Regions from separate parts of the Mus musculus genome. Here region 1 is linked to region 2. Evidence: chromatin contacts called from public ChIA-PET data. All regions are on one chromosome and are shown on one strand. The core of a region is the stretch at or near the end of the contact, and the rest is flanking DNA. Distances in the headings are between cores, read along the strand shown. Region 1 holds the start of Wdr37 (WD repeat domain 37). Region 2 has its middle 86 kb from the start of Wdr37.

Evidence for each region. ChIA-PET counts read pairs in DNA pulled down with a chosen protein or histone mark.
Region 1: an RNA polymerase II ChIA-PET map of memory CD8 T cells shows a contact between it and region 2, with 49 read pairs. The contact joins the promoter of Wdr37 here to the enhancer-like site in region 2. A contact is called at or near these places in 1 of 484 Hi-C or Micro-C datasets (CD8 T cells), 3 of 115 datasets of contacts at active chromatin or transcription factors (the SCID.adh cell line, embryonic stem cells and memory CD8 T cells) and 3 of 9 other capture datasets (adipose tissue, embryonic tail and liver).

Annotation. Positions count from the first base shown.
Region 1 is chr13:8,869,649-8,876,857 of GRCm38.p6, reverse strand. It overlaps Wdr37 (WD repeat domain 37), which reads left to right and starts at 5,814. Exons shown (of 14, transcript NM_172445.3): 1 at 5,814-5,988.
Region 2 is chr13:8,781,420-8,788,473 of GRCm38.p6, reverse strand. No RefSeq gene overlaps it. Among named protein-coding and RNA genes, the nearest start is that of Wdr37, 86 kb to the left of the region's middle. Within about 2 kb of position 4,618, at least 19 of the 459 cell types and tissues checked have an H3K27ac peak or open chromatin away from gene starts, as enhancers often do. A contact at or near this core is called in CD8 T cells and memory CD8 T cells, where this site is marked.

The DNA of each region.
Region 1 (7,209 bases), core at 4,565-7,064, 87 kb before region 2:
ATGGGAGGGCCATAAAGGATAAGCTATAGTGATAGATACACACACACACACACACACACACACACACACACACACACACCAAGTCACAATGAAACCATTATTTTGTAGGGCGATTAAAAATTTATTTTTTAGAAAAGAAAATTAGGTGTGCTGGCATACGTCTGTAATCCCAGCACTAGTATTTGTTTGAGACTGGGTCTCAAAATTCATGGCTACATAGTGAGTCTGAAGCTACCCTTGAGCTGCATGAGATCCTGTCTCAGACAAAGACAAAACAGCAAACAAAATGAAAAGATACCTTGCAATGTGCACTGGGACAGTAGAAACGTTGTTTTCAGAACATTTTGGGAATTGGCCAACTCGGCCCAGCATAGACTCAGGTATAAAACTGTAAACCCATTTTGACATTCTCTTGAGATTACAGGAGAGTCATGAGGTGTAGGGCCACCTCAAGAAATACTTTTCTGGGTCAGCCACCCAGAATATGCTGCAGTGCTGTTATGACCCACAGGGTCTGGAGCTCAGTGGCTGAACTTGGCAGTGACATGATGCTGCTTCTGCAGGCTTACAGGAGGCAAGAACAATGGAGTCATGGAGGGGTCCACCAAGATTTCACAGGAAGGACTCAGAGGACAGGAGATGTTTATTGGGCCAGGATCCCCTATAGACAGCCTCTGAGAGATGATACAGGAAGCTGTGAATGTGAACTTTAAGCTGAAATAGACCGAAAGAGAGGTGTGTAGGCCACAAAGGGCTGTGAAAGTCCCACTGTGTATACCAGATTTGGAGCTACAAGCTTGTTTTCCATTAATTTATTTGTTCACTTTTCATTCTAATCATAGCCTTCCTTGCTTCCAGTCTACTGCTCACATGATCCCTCTCCATATGCCTCTCTCCTTCACCTCTGAGAGGGGGAAGTTTCCTCCTGGGTACCAACCCATCCTGGCACCTGAAATCACTGCAGGACTATGTTCATTCTCTCCCAACTGAGGCCAGCTAAGTCATGTTAGTTAGGGGAACAGGATCAGCAGGCAGGCCACAGTCAGGGTAAACCCTTGAACTAGTTGTTGGGGGACCCCCATGAAGTCCATGTTGCACATCAGGTTGGGTGGTGGGGCTAGGTCCAGCCCTTATATGCTCCTTGGTTGGTGGTTCAGTCTCTGGGAGCCCCCAAGGGTCCAGGTTTGTTGATTTTGTTGGTCTTCTTATGGAGTTTCTGTTCCCTCTGGATTCCTCAACCTTTCCCCCAACTCTTCCACAAGCCTTCCAGGTAGCTACACATTTTAATGCTTTCCATGCTGAATTTTAGTCTTGTTTTGGTGCAATCCAAATACATGATTCTGAATGTATGATAGAATGTAGAAGTCTTCTCTGCATGCATAGGCCTCTTTTTTTTTTTTATTACGTATTTTCTTTAATTACATTTCCAATGCTATCCCAAAAGTCCCCCCCCCCCACTCCCCTACCCACCCATTCCCATTTTTTGGGCCTGGCATTCCCCTGTACTGGGGCATATAACGTTTGCCTGACCAATGGGCCTCTCTTTCCAGTGATGGCCGACTAGGTCATCTTTTGATACATATGCAGCTAGAGTCAAGAGCTCTGGGGTACTGGTTAGTTCATAATGTTGTTCCTTCGATAGGGTTGCAGATCTCTTTAGCTCCTTGGATACTTTCTCTAGCTCCTCCATTGGGGGCCCGCATAGGCCTCTTTATGCAATTCAGAGTCATATGACTACCTCTCTATATGGGAAGTATATAAAGAGATGAAACTTGGGAATCATACCTTAAGACTCTTCCTGTTCATCTTTGTATAACAGCAATATTTGTTTTTTTGCCTTTGAATGTTGGAAGATGTAAGTTGTTTTTTTTTTAAATATTTATTTATTTATTATATGTAAGTACACTGTAGCTGTCCTCAGACACTCCAGAAGAGGGAGTCAGATCTCGTTATGGATGGTTGTGAGCCACCATGTGGTTGCTGGGATTTGAACTCCTGACCTTCGGAAGAGCAGTCGGGTGCTCTTACCCACTGAGCCATCTCACCAGCCCGTAACTTGTTTTTATATAGGCTCATTGCTAAGTTTGTTTTGGGTTTCAGAAGAAACTTGAATTTAAGTATTTGAGATGGCTGTCAAGATAGCTCAGCTGTTAACAGTAAGAACGGCTCTTGTAATGGACTTAAGTTTGATTTTTAGAGCTATGTTTAGATGCTTATAGTGGTCTATAACTCTAGGAGATCCACACTATCTTCTGGATTCCTTAGACAACTGTGTTCATGTACACACACAGACACACACACACACACACGAACATTCAGAAAATACTTTGTAATTGTTACGGAGTTTGGAGACTCTTGGGAGTAGACTCAACACATTTAGCATTATGAGGTAACCATGAGTCTTGGGAGGCCAAGAGCATAATGTTATACTTTCACAAAATGATTTTCACAGGGTCACATTTTGGGTGCATGTCCCTTAGATGGGGGTGCTACTTTGGAAAAAGTGAGGAAACTATAGGTAGGGTCTAAGATAAGCCTTTAAGGGTATTTATTCCTGGCCTCCCCTTGCTTTGTTCTTTGCTTCTTGTCTGACATTAGGTGAAGAATTTATTCTGCCAAATGTTCTTACCACCATGTCCTGCACAAGTGACTATGAACTAATTCCCCTGAAACCATGTACCAGAAGAAATGATCTCTTCCTTTTTCAAATCAGGTATCTTGGTCATAGCATCAGAAAACTAACACAATATCATAATATTTACATTTCAACATTGTATTTTGTGAAGATTCTGTTACTTAGGTCACTTAGGTGTATTATCTTCACAATGATGCCCTTGTATATAATCCTGAGATGGTGAAATGTAGGATTTGGATTGCACAATACAAGTACAGTACGCATGAGTAATGCTCCTTTATGTAACTCAGATTCATATAGCACTTTCAAAACTAATATTATGCAAACAGTTTCACTTTAGGCTGTTTTTTTTCCCCAAGACAGGATTTCTCTATAGCCCTGGCTATCCTCAAACTCACTCTATAGACCAGACTGGTCTTGAACCCAGAGATCCTCTCATCTCTGCCTCCCAAGGGCTGGAATTAAAGGTATGCATTGTCACTGCCCTGCTAATTTTTTTCTTTAAACTTTTAAAACTTTATATGTATGAATATTTTACATACATGTACACCATATGTGTGCTTTATACCTGAGGGGATCAGAAGAAGGCATCGGAGCCCACAGAACTGAAATTACAGATGTTGAAGCCTGCTCCTTTTAACATCACTGCAGCAATTTTGTATTCAGTCTCCATTTTGCTCATAAGTTGAAATTAAGTTCAGTTCTCAGACTCCACTTTCCAGAAGTGATTATCCATAGCTGACACTGAAGAATGCTACTAATAAGCCAAGAAGTTATGATTATAGTACTTATGCTCTGTTATCTCAGTGCTCTGAAATTCCCTTTTACTACCTGCCACCCCTCTTACCTTACTCAGGACCAATCAGCTTAAAGTTAGCAGCTACTACTTTTGTCTAGTTAGGCAACATTTTGTGCTACTCCCCCACAACCCCCTTACCTTCTAAACCTTTGAATCTGTTTTTTCCTATAAAAAGCCTGCCCTAAAAACAGACTGGTACCACAAAATTAGGTTCCCGAATCCTTTTTGTGGTCCTGATTGATCAGTCTTGGAGTGTGTGTTCTACAAACCATTTTTGCTTACCTGAGATCTGTGTTCGTATGGTTTGTGATGCAATTTCTGAACCTCAACAACAGTCAATTGTAACCTGTGGGTGCTGGGAACTGAAACTGGGTCTTCTGCATGAATACTCAGTGCTCTTAACAGACAGCTACCTCTTAGGGTTTCCTTGCTGTGAAGAGACGCCAAGACCACAGCAATTCTTACAAAAGACATCTAACTGGAGCTGGTTACAGCTCTGAGGTTCAGTCCATTCTTGTCTTGGTAGGAAGAAGGGCAGCATGCAGGCAGACATGGTACTGCAGGAGGAGCTGAGAGTTCTACTTCTTGATCTGAAAGCAGTAGGAGACTGAGACTCACTTGCCAGACTTGACCTTCTGAGACCTTAAAGACTGCTCTCAGGCACACACTTCCTCCAGCAACATCCCACCTACTCCAGCAAGGCAACATCTCCTAATAATGCCACTCCCTCTAGGCCTATGGGGGCCATTTTATTAAAACCACCACGCTTTGTTTTTTTTTTTTTTTTGGTGGAACTCTAAATATACCAAAGATAAAATGTACTTCCATTAAAAGTATCTTAAGTGGCACCCAAATGTGGCTGCTTTGTTGCAAACTTAGTGGAATGCTACTTGGATATGGAACTATGCTTTACAGTACTTTCTGCTGGCTATCATTAACAGCAGAATGTCTTATGCATTCTTTGTTACTAGTTAAAATTTTCTTAAATAAATATCACAGCCTCCAAATTTGACAGTGATTTCTCTGAGAAGCCAAATCTTTTTTTTCTCAGTTCATATTTATAGACTGTTACTAGTGATAAGCTTTGTATACTATATTTTTTTTAAAAAAAGATTTATTTATTTATTTTATGTATACAAGTACACTCTAGCTGTACAGATGGTTGTGAACCACCATGTGGTTGCTGGGGTTTGAACTCAGTTTAAGAGCAGTCAGAGCTCTTAACCATTGAGCTATCTCTCCAGCCCCCTGAATATTATACTTGATACACAAGTAACCCACAATTTCTTGTACAGAATGTTTTGGTTATTCGAGTCTCCAAATACGATAAATTTATTTCTTCTCCAGCAAACATCTTGCATTACTGCTTCTTGAATCTGAACCTTCAGTTTTATCTTATAGGAAGAATGTTGACCCATATAGAAGGAAAATACTATCATGCTTTTACTGTAGGTGAGTTTTAAACATCTAGTTCAAGTTGCTCGCAGAGACAAGGCTGTTTATGTAACAGCTCCATTCTGCTATGTAGGTCTTCCCAACCCTGATTAACGGGGAAAAGCGGCTCAAGTCCCACCTTTTGCAGTGAACAGCTGATTCTATTTTCCCCTCTTAGCCAATGGTGATCAGATATTTCAGAAGGAAACTGGGTGAGTCATCTTCTGCAGATAAGCTGAAATATTAATAGTTCTATCTCTACCAGGCTCTCCTGCAGCCAGCTAGCAAGACTCCCACTGAGCCCTGCCTGAGGAGCCATTCCTAGCAGATCAGCCTGTAAAGCAGTTGGATTTGAGAGATTCTGAAAGCGATTACGTTAAATAGTACACTCGACTTTGCATTTTAATAGATTATTTTTCTTACCAGTTTTTGGGCTGTGCGAGTGTTTAGGACAGATGGACTTAAAACCTGCCTGACCGTGGACCCCTCACCGGAATCCCTGCAGTGGTAAGTACCCACGGTCCGGGAGGCTGTGTGTGCTTCTCCCTGTTACCGACGCTACAGGGTCTCGGGGAGCAATTCGTGCAAGGATCGCGTGTACCGTTAGTGTGTGGTGCAGAATTTGGGGTCTAGCAGTGCCTGTAAGCACCTTGGGAAAGCTCCTAACAGGGAAAGCGCTGAGCCTACTTGCGCCACCAGGGGACGCCATACTCGTTCTGCAGTCACTCGCTGGGTCTTGGCTCAGCGCGCTGCTAGGCCATAGTTTAGGTCTCCAGGACCCGGCGTCAAAGCCGAAAGCCAAAACAGGAGACTATCCCGCGGAACAAGCCTGTGGGACTGAGCGAAGGAGACCAGGAAAGAACTTCCGCAGCCGTTGGGCATGGGGCGGAGCTTCCGGTCTGTTTTTTTTTTTTTAAGGACCATCTCTGAGGGCGGGACTTCCGCAGTTACCGGAAGTACGGGCGCGCCAGTTCGGGTCGCCGGGTTGTGTCAGTGCGGGAATCGGCCGGTTTTTTTTCCTGCTCTGGGTCTGCCTCGGGAGCCTCGTCGCGGGGGGATCTACGAATTGAGTGCGACGTAGGCTGGTTCCAGGCGGACGCGAGTGCTGCTGCTGTGACAGGTGACGCCATCTTCTCAGCTGTCTGGCTTGGCATCCTTCTCGGGCGCTCGGGGGATGTCAGGTGTCCGGGTGGCGGTGGGGACGAGGCTTCGAGGTGGATGAAGGATACAGTCCTAATCCTGCGCACTCTCTCTGGCTCCCTGTGTACTCAAGTGGCGTCTACCTGGCTGTCTGTGTCCCGTGGGAAGCCCAGAGTTTTCGAAGATGGTGGCCTTCGATCCCGCAAAGACGGGGTATGGCCTCTGGGAAGGAGGAAGGGTGGGGGGCGGAGATGGGGTAAGCAGATGCTGAAGTGGTAAAACCCCGCCACGCCTTTGTTTCTCTTTCTGAAGACTTCCTTTTCTTCCCCGTACACTTCTATTTCCTAAGTTTTAAGGCATCATAATGGGCCAGTTTTACCAAAAAGTTGCATAAATATGCCATTTCACTTCGCGAGCAGACATAACCGAACGATTGATCAGGTTCTTAGAGGTTTTATCATCTAACTTGAACTCTTCGATGTTTCTTGTGCTTGAAGACGAGGACCGTTAGCTCTACACCACTCACTCTCTTGCCCGGATGTAGATTGCTAGGCAGTTTCTTTGAAGTTCAGATGGGTTTTCTTTACATTGCTTATTGTGGCCTACAAAGTATGCCATCAAAGCGGTACTGAAACCTTTTTACCTCTAAGCAGTACACCTGGTGATAATAAGCCTCCAGGATACTTCTCCCTTTTCTAAGAAATCTTCTATTATGCTACCTTCCTTGCTGTTTTGGTTACTTTGCCGATCACATTTTCAAGTGTTTGTAAATTCTCTTTGACACCTAAGCCACATACTTGAGCATAGTATATATAAATATAACCTGACCAAAGTAAGTAGAGGCCTTCTATTAGTGTTGCCCATAGGAGACGCAGAGCAGTGGCCAGTGGCCACATGAAATAACAGTGTGACCTTGATGTTTATGACAGCTACGTTTTTGCAGTGTATATCAAGCCTTCTTGCATAAATTTCTGGACACAGGACCTAAGTATGCTTCCTTTGGTTTTCTTACTCTGAGATGTTACTTCCTTTAGTATAGGTACGTTGGTCTGTTATCTTACTTTGCCCTTGATTTGAGGTAAAATCCTTGGGGTTGGGTATTTCCCCCAGCAGTGATACTAAGAGTTTTGTTAGTTGTCCTGTCCTGATTTATTCAAAGAAAGATATGCTTTCTAGATTTGAATTTCTTTTTTGGTTATTG
Region 2 (7,054 bases), core at 3,369-5,868:
CAACCTTTAAAGTACATCTTCTCACAGAACCTCTCTGAACACACTGTCCATAAGCCTGGGGTCTTAAATGCAACCCGTGTTTCGCTGCCGCAGCTTCATGCACTGATCTCTGTTGTCCCGGCTGCAAAGCCTCCAACCCCACCGTAGACCGCTGGCCGGCGGCTTCCTCACACCGTGGCGCAGCCTTCATGACCCCTGGACAGCTGGATTTTGTGTGCCTATGAAAGCAGCACCATGGATGACCTGGTCAGGTTATGATGCAGAGGGTGTGTGTTTTCCACAGTTGTATGGACTTGGTGTGTATTGCTGGCTGAGCTTAGGGGAAGACGTCCCTAGGTGGTGTTTGTTTGAGACAAGATTTCTCCCTGTAACAGCCCTGGCTGTCCTGGAACCCGCCTTCTAGACCAGGCTGGCCCGCCTGCCTCTGCCTCCAGAGTGCTGGGATTAAAGGTGAGCACCACCACGCCTGGCTTCCTAGGTGGTTATTTTTAAGCACAGAGCTTTGTTGACATTCTAAGTTTGGGGTCTCTTCATTCAGATGAAATAGGATTTTCTTATGTTGGCGTCTTATCGTAAGGATGCCTTTCCTATAGAGAGCGTTCCATAGATTTCTCTCTAACGGCATTAATCACTTTGACAATGACGACTGCTTTCTCCATGTTTGCCTTTTTGCATTTTAAGACTCACATTCCGTTCCTTGCCAAACATTTTTCCTATCTTACTGTTTTCCTACACCACAGAGCTGAGCAGTAGCCGTGCTATAGCCCCTGTGCAGTGTCAGGTGTAAGCCCACACACATAGTACACGATAAATAACTGAACAAATATTTTTAAAAATCGAAAGCATTGCAATGCTCATAACTGTTAGTAGAACAATCCCACCAGCCAGGGCATGGCCTCAACACATTCATCCATTTACACAGAAAGGGGAGAATTTCCCAATCTGCAAAGGGGATTCAGCTGCTGGGTAGCCAAGCATGCTGCTGAATGCTGCTCCATGCTGCACCATGTGAGCCACATAGCAGGGTTTCTCTCTTTCAAAAACTTCAGGTCCCGTGAGGAAGAGAATCATTTTTTTCCCACTGCAACAAACTCACTTTCTAAATCACAGCTTATTGTGGCCACACCATATTCACAGGGTCGGCATTTTGTTCATGTGTTCTACGTACACGTATAGAGATTTAAACCCTCCAAGTTTCTTCATTGGAAAGCTGAATCTGTCCCTGTGAGCAACTGAATGTTCACCTTATTTAGAAGTTTCAGACTGTTGGCTCTGGCAACATTGAATCAAAAGTTTCCATCGCCCGAATCTAATTTCTCCGAACTCAGAACACATAGCTTTATGCTGATGGGAAGTGGCATGAAGGGACTCCATTTGCTACTTGGGAAGGTAGAGTATAGTGCTGAGCCAACTTCACCTCGAACAGTTATGGGGGCCTAATACTATTTAGTATTACAGCATGAATCCCAGTAACCAGATAGATTTTCTAAAATCATGTGATTAACTAGTATAATATTGCCATAGGTAAAGCAATAAGTGGCTTCATTCTTGCACCAAAGTAATGTCTATTACCTGGCAAAGAAGAGACCAAATGGGAGAGAATAGAACCTTAGGCTTTATCGGAAGTCTTCCTGGCATTCAAGGTGAATCTCCATAAAATGTAGGTCAAATTCAGCTGGAAATGCCCACAGAAGGCACAGCCTTTTGGATTATTTGCTCTCTTCCTACTTTTTTGGGAAATGGGAAATTACTTTGATTTGTGAATATGCATACACACATGTAGCTGTGGTCCATAGTTGAAGATTTCCAGTGAAAACTGGAGTTAGATTATACTTTGTTCTTATAATCTCATGCACATGTGAATGTGTGTGCTTGTATGTATGCATGTAGGAATGTATGTGTGTATGTGTGTGTATGTATGTATGCATGTAGGTATGTATGTGTGCATGTATGCATGCATACTTGTATGTGAATGTGTGTGTATGTATGCATGTGTGTATGTGTGTGCATGCATGCATGCATGCATGTGTGTATGTATGTGTATGTATGTATGCATGTATGTATGTGTGTATGTGTGTGTGTATATGTATGCATGTGTATATGTGTGTATGTACGTATGTGTGTGTGAGTGTGTATACCTCATGTGTGGAGGTCAGAGGTCAATGCTGTGTGTCATTTCTCAGATGCCATCCACCTTAGTTTTGAGACAAGGACTCTCGCTAGCTTAGAACTTGACAAGGCTGGACGTGGTGGCGCCCGCCTTTAATCCCAGCACTTGGGAGGCAGAGGCAGGCAGATTTCTGAGTTCGAGGCCAGCTTGGTCTACAAAGTGAGTTCCAAGACAGCCAGGGATATACAGAGAAACCCTGTCTCAAAAAACTACCAGTGTTTCTAATGTTTCATGGCTCAAGTCCTGGGTTCTTTGCAGGGCTTTTCTGATAACTGTTGAGAGTACCAACTTGGTATAGAAAGAGGAAAGCTCTCAATAGATTTGTTTGGGCCACTTCAGAAGATTTGAAATTGTCTACCACTTTTGGCAGATTGTCAGGCAGAGCCCACAATGAGGGCTATGGAAGGCTGAGAGAATTCACCATCTCTTCCTGGCTTCTGGCTAACATCAGCTAGAACAAAAGCTTAGGATTCTGGTTGTTCGGGGCTGGAGGGTTGGCTGTACAATTCAGAGCAATTGTTGCTCTTTCAGAGGACCTGAGTTCGGTCCCTAGAACCCACACAATGGCTCATGAACATCCATAACTCCAGTTCCAGAGGACCTAACACCCTTTTCTGACTTCTGAGGATGCCAGGCACACGTGTAGTACACATACATACATGTTAGAAAAGCAGTTATAATCATAAAGTAAAACAATTAAAACGTTTTTTAAAAGGTGCCTAAACTCACACATCTACGGACTCTGAGGTCCGCTTCCCTTGAGATCATCTCTGCATGCGGATCACTGCCCTGAGGCTCTGAACTCACACTTTTGGCTTTCTGTTAACTCCCTGGGCATGGTGCAGTTGGGACAGACTATTTCCCTGAGAGCCCACCAGAGGGCAGACATGCTGCCAGGTCTGCCGGAGAACCACCGCTTTCTTAGAAGTAGGTTACAATATGTTAGTGTATAATTTATGTGCCTGTAGGCACTGTAAGGTAATATAATTGGCTTGTCAGAGCAGCGGCGTTGTTTGCTTTGAAATATGCCCATCAACAAGCGCTCTTAAAGCTGTTGGGAATGTGCTAGGACTTTCGATGCACTGATTTAGAGAAGCCCCTCAGGCTTACCTGGACCTCACTCATTAACTTTTTTCACATCGTGTTTAGAAGCACAGAACAAATTCATCAAAAACCATGGCGTGGTTTTCATTTCTGAGCCCGGCAAGCGCTCTTGCCACCACATGTGATGGCTTCCCTTAATAAACAGATGATTGTTTTTAGGATGTGATGGGTAACAGATATCTGTCCTAAGAAGGGTAATGGAGAAACGATGTTCTCTCCAAAGCTGCCTCGGAGAAGTTTGACAAAGCGGGTGTGTTAGCTTATGCATGTGTGCATATGCACTCTCTTACTGCAAGGGGGAGAGTGCCATTTTCTGAGCCTACATATGGGATGCCTTCTGGAGGAAAAAAAAAAAAAAACAACAAAAAACCTCAAAACCCTTCTGTTATCTGTCAAAACAGACAGCTAAGTGAGCAACTCCTAAGCCGTATGCAGAGATCCTGAGCGTCATCTTGCTGATTTCCCTCTCTTCTTATCTCTTAAGGGTGAGTAGTGGGAACACATCCCACAGGGAACTTGGTGCACAGCGGCTGCATCTTCACACGGCTGCCGAGGTGGGCCTTAATGGACGAAGACAGACAGGATGGAGGTGGAGCTTCAGAGTGCAAACCCCCCACCTTCAGGTCTTCTGTGGCTACCTCCGCAGTAGCCAGCAAACACTGGAAATAGGGCTTTAAACACGCCTTCAGTCAGGCTGCCTGGCACACGTCTGCAATGCAAGGCCTGAGGAGGTGGAGGAGGGAGAAAGTTCCAGGAAAGCCAGAGCTACACAGTGATGCTCTGTCAATTAGCCTTCTCCCCCAGAAGAGAAGACTTCATTTTAAGATCTAGCTACAGCTATACTCTGAGAAGGGAGCTTCCATGTCAGGACAGGCCCTCTGCGTTGTGTCGTCTGTTTCTGTGTAAATTTAGGATCCATGTGAGACAGAACTGATGGCCATAGATAGTCACCTATGCATCTAAGCACATATGTTCATCTAAGCGCAGTTGGTAGGCCAGAAAGGAGTGTGCAGAGGAGCTAAAGGCTCTGGAGTCTGTGATGGTTAGTGTCACTATCCGCTCAACTAAATCCAGAATCTGCTAGGAGACACAGCCCTGGGGGTGTCTGTGAAGGTGTTGTCAGAAAGAGTTAACGGAGGAGGGAAACCCGTGCTGAATGAGGGCAGTGCTATCCCACGGGCTGGGGTTCTGACTGCAGATGCAATGTGACCGACCAGCTTCGTCATGCACCTGACTTCACATCTTCCTTATGATGATGGGCTGTGCCCTCAGACTGTGGGGTACACGAACGCTTGCCTCTGTAAGTTGCTTTTGTTGGAACCGTGAGAAAAATAACCCACAGAAGAGCTTTAACCCACAGAAGGAAATAGGATCACACAAACACAAGATGGGAGGGTGTTGCCACACTGCTCTCTCCACCTGAGATAAAAGCAACCACCAGCCTCACAGGGAAGCCTAAGGAGAGAAACTTTGAGTTTGTTGTTCTTCCCTGGTTCCTAGTGGCCAAGGCTATCTGCTCACTCTCCCCTTGCTTTCCCTCACCATCAAGATGCATCCACTAAAGGAGCACTATATCCACTGCCCAATAGGGTCTTTTATTATTCTACTTTTATTCCTGTGTATGTGTGTACATCTGTGTTTCAGTATGTATGTGTGAGTGCAGGTGTCCTTGACGGCTGGAAGAAGGCATTGGATCCTCTGGAGCTGGAGTTACGGGAGGTAAACGTCCACCTCCTTTGAGATAGGATCTCTCTTATTGGCCTGGACCTCATCCACAGAGCTAGAGCAGGGTGGTCAGTAAGACTCAGGCATCCTCCTGTCTCTGTCTCCCCAAACCTGGGATTCCCATCTTGAGTCAGCACTCCCGGCATCCATGATCATGGTGATTCTCTTTTGTTCCAGATTTTTCTAGAAAATTTAGGGTCTTGTAACACACTGGTGACCTTTTTTTTTTTTTATCTGTTTGGCCAAGTTCAGCCCCCTAGCCCTCTGGGATGCAGAATTCTCTGGTGTTCTAGTGACAGGGCTGTGAAGGTCTCTTTACCTGGATCATGGATGAAGGAGCATTACCTACCACAAGAATCAGCAGATGGATGTCACTCTTTCTCAGGACTTCCATGTCTGTAAAACCCACAGAGCTGTTTTCTGCAGCAGAACACCGTGCTACCCACAGGTAGCCTTGCTCATCTGTCTCTACCTCCCAGCCACAAGCACAGGACCTTAGGTATCAGAGGTGCTTAATACTGTTCCAGGGAACCTCAAGCTACTCCAGTGCTCATTTGTTTTTGCTTCCTGAGATTGCATGAGAAATTTGACTCCTGTTGGTGGCGTGTGGAAAATGAGCTTCCGAGGCCATCTGGTGATTAATTTCAACCTTCAGAATGTCCTGGCTCTGCTTGTCCACATCCCCTGCTCTGGCCTCCTCCCCACACCTTCAGGAGTCCCTGGGGTCATTGCTTGCCAGGCCTGTGAGGGAATTTCGGAAACCTGCCTGACACTTTGCTTTATTTTGAAAAATGACTCAGTGTGGAGTCAGCTGTGGAGTGGTACGTGGTGATTTTGTATGTCAGACTGGAGGCATTCTGTGCCAATGCAGGGACCAGCATCCCTAAGCCCATGGCCCCCAGTGGAGGGGCAGGAACACTAAGGAAGTCCTGCTGCTCTGGGGTCATGATGGAGACAATTCTGTCTCCAGCTGCTCTTAACACAAACATTCTTATGAACGCTCCATTGAGTCTTCCTTGTCCTGGGCACACATTTGCAGACTTTCTGTTATGAACAACACATTATATGTCTATTTGTGTGCATGTTCAGACACTCTTTGGGCTGGAAACACAGTCGCTGAATGCATGTGTTGTCAGCTATTCATGTTTAGTTATGTTTATAATCGGATCTGGCTTCCTGGGTAAATGGAAGTCCTCACCTGATGTACAGTTCTGCGACTGCCATTTTGATTTGAATTATTAAGCTTTTATTATTATTATTTTTATTTAGAGCGTGTGCATGTACATGCTGTGTGCTGTGCATGCGAAGGTCAGATGACAGCCTCTGGGTGTCAGCTCCCTCATTTTATCACGTGCAGACTGGGGATCCAACTCAGACCATCACACCAGGCTTGCTAGCAAGCATCTTTACCTACTGAGCCATCTTGCTGGCCTTAGTTTTATTTTTAAGAATTCCTTCTGTGAGAATCTTTACCTGTGTAATGGATAGGATCACGTAGCCCCATCTCATCCCCAGCTTCTTGCCCATCGCCCTTCACGTCCTCTTTTCTACTTCATGCTGCAGTGCCAAGGCTGACTTCTCCCCTCGCCTTTTGTCCCCTTCTTTTTCTCCTTCCCCTTCTTCCTCTCTTCTTTCTCCTTTTCCCAATTCTCTCCCACCTCCCTTCCTCCTCTTCCCCCTCCTTTGCCCCCACCTTTCCTTGTTCCCCTTCACTCCTTCCTTAAGTCTAATTTGCCCCTTCCTCTCTTCCTTTCCCCTCCCCTCCTCCCCCTTTTCCTATTCCTTCCTTCCTCCCTCTCCCCTCCCCCTCTCCTTTCTCTTCCTTTCCCCCTCCCCTCCCCCTTTCTCTCCTTTCTTAAGTCTAATTTGGCCCCTCCCCTCCTCCTTCCCCCTCCCTCTCCCCTCCTCCCCCTTTTCCTATTCCCTCCTTCCTCTCCCCCCTCCTCTCCCTTCTCTTTCTCTGTCCTTCCCCCTTCCCCTCCCCCTTCCCCTCCCCCTTCCCCTCCCCCTTCCCCTCCCCTTTCCCCTCCCCCTTCCTCTCCCCCTCCTTCCTTA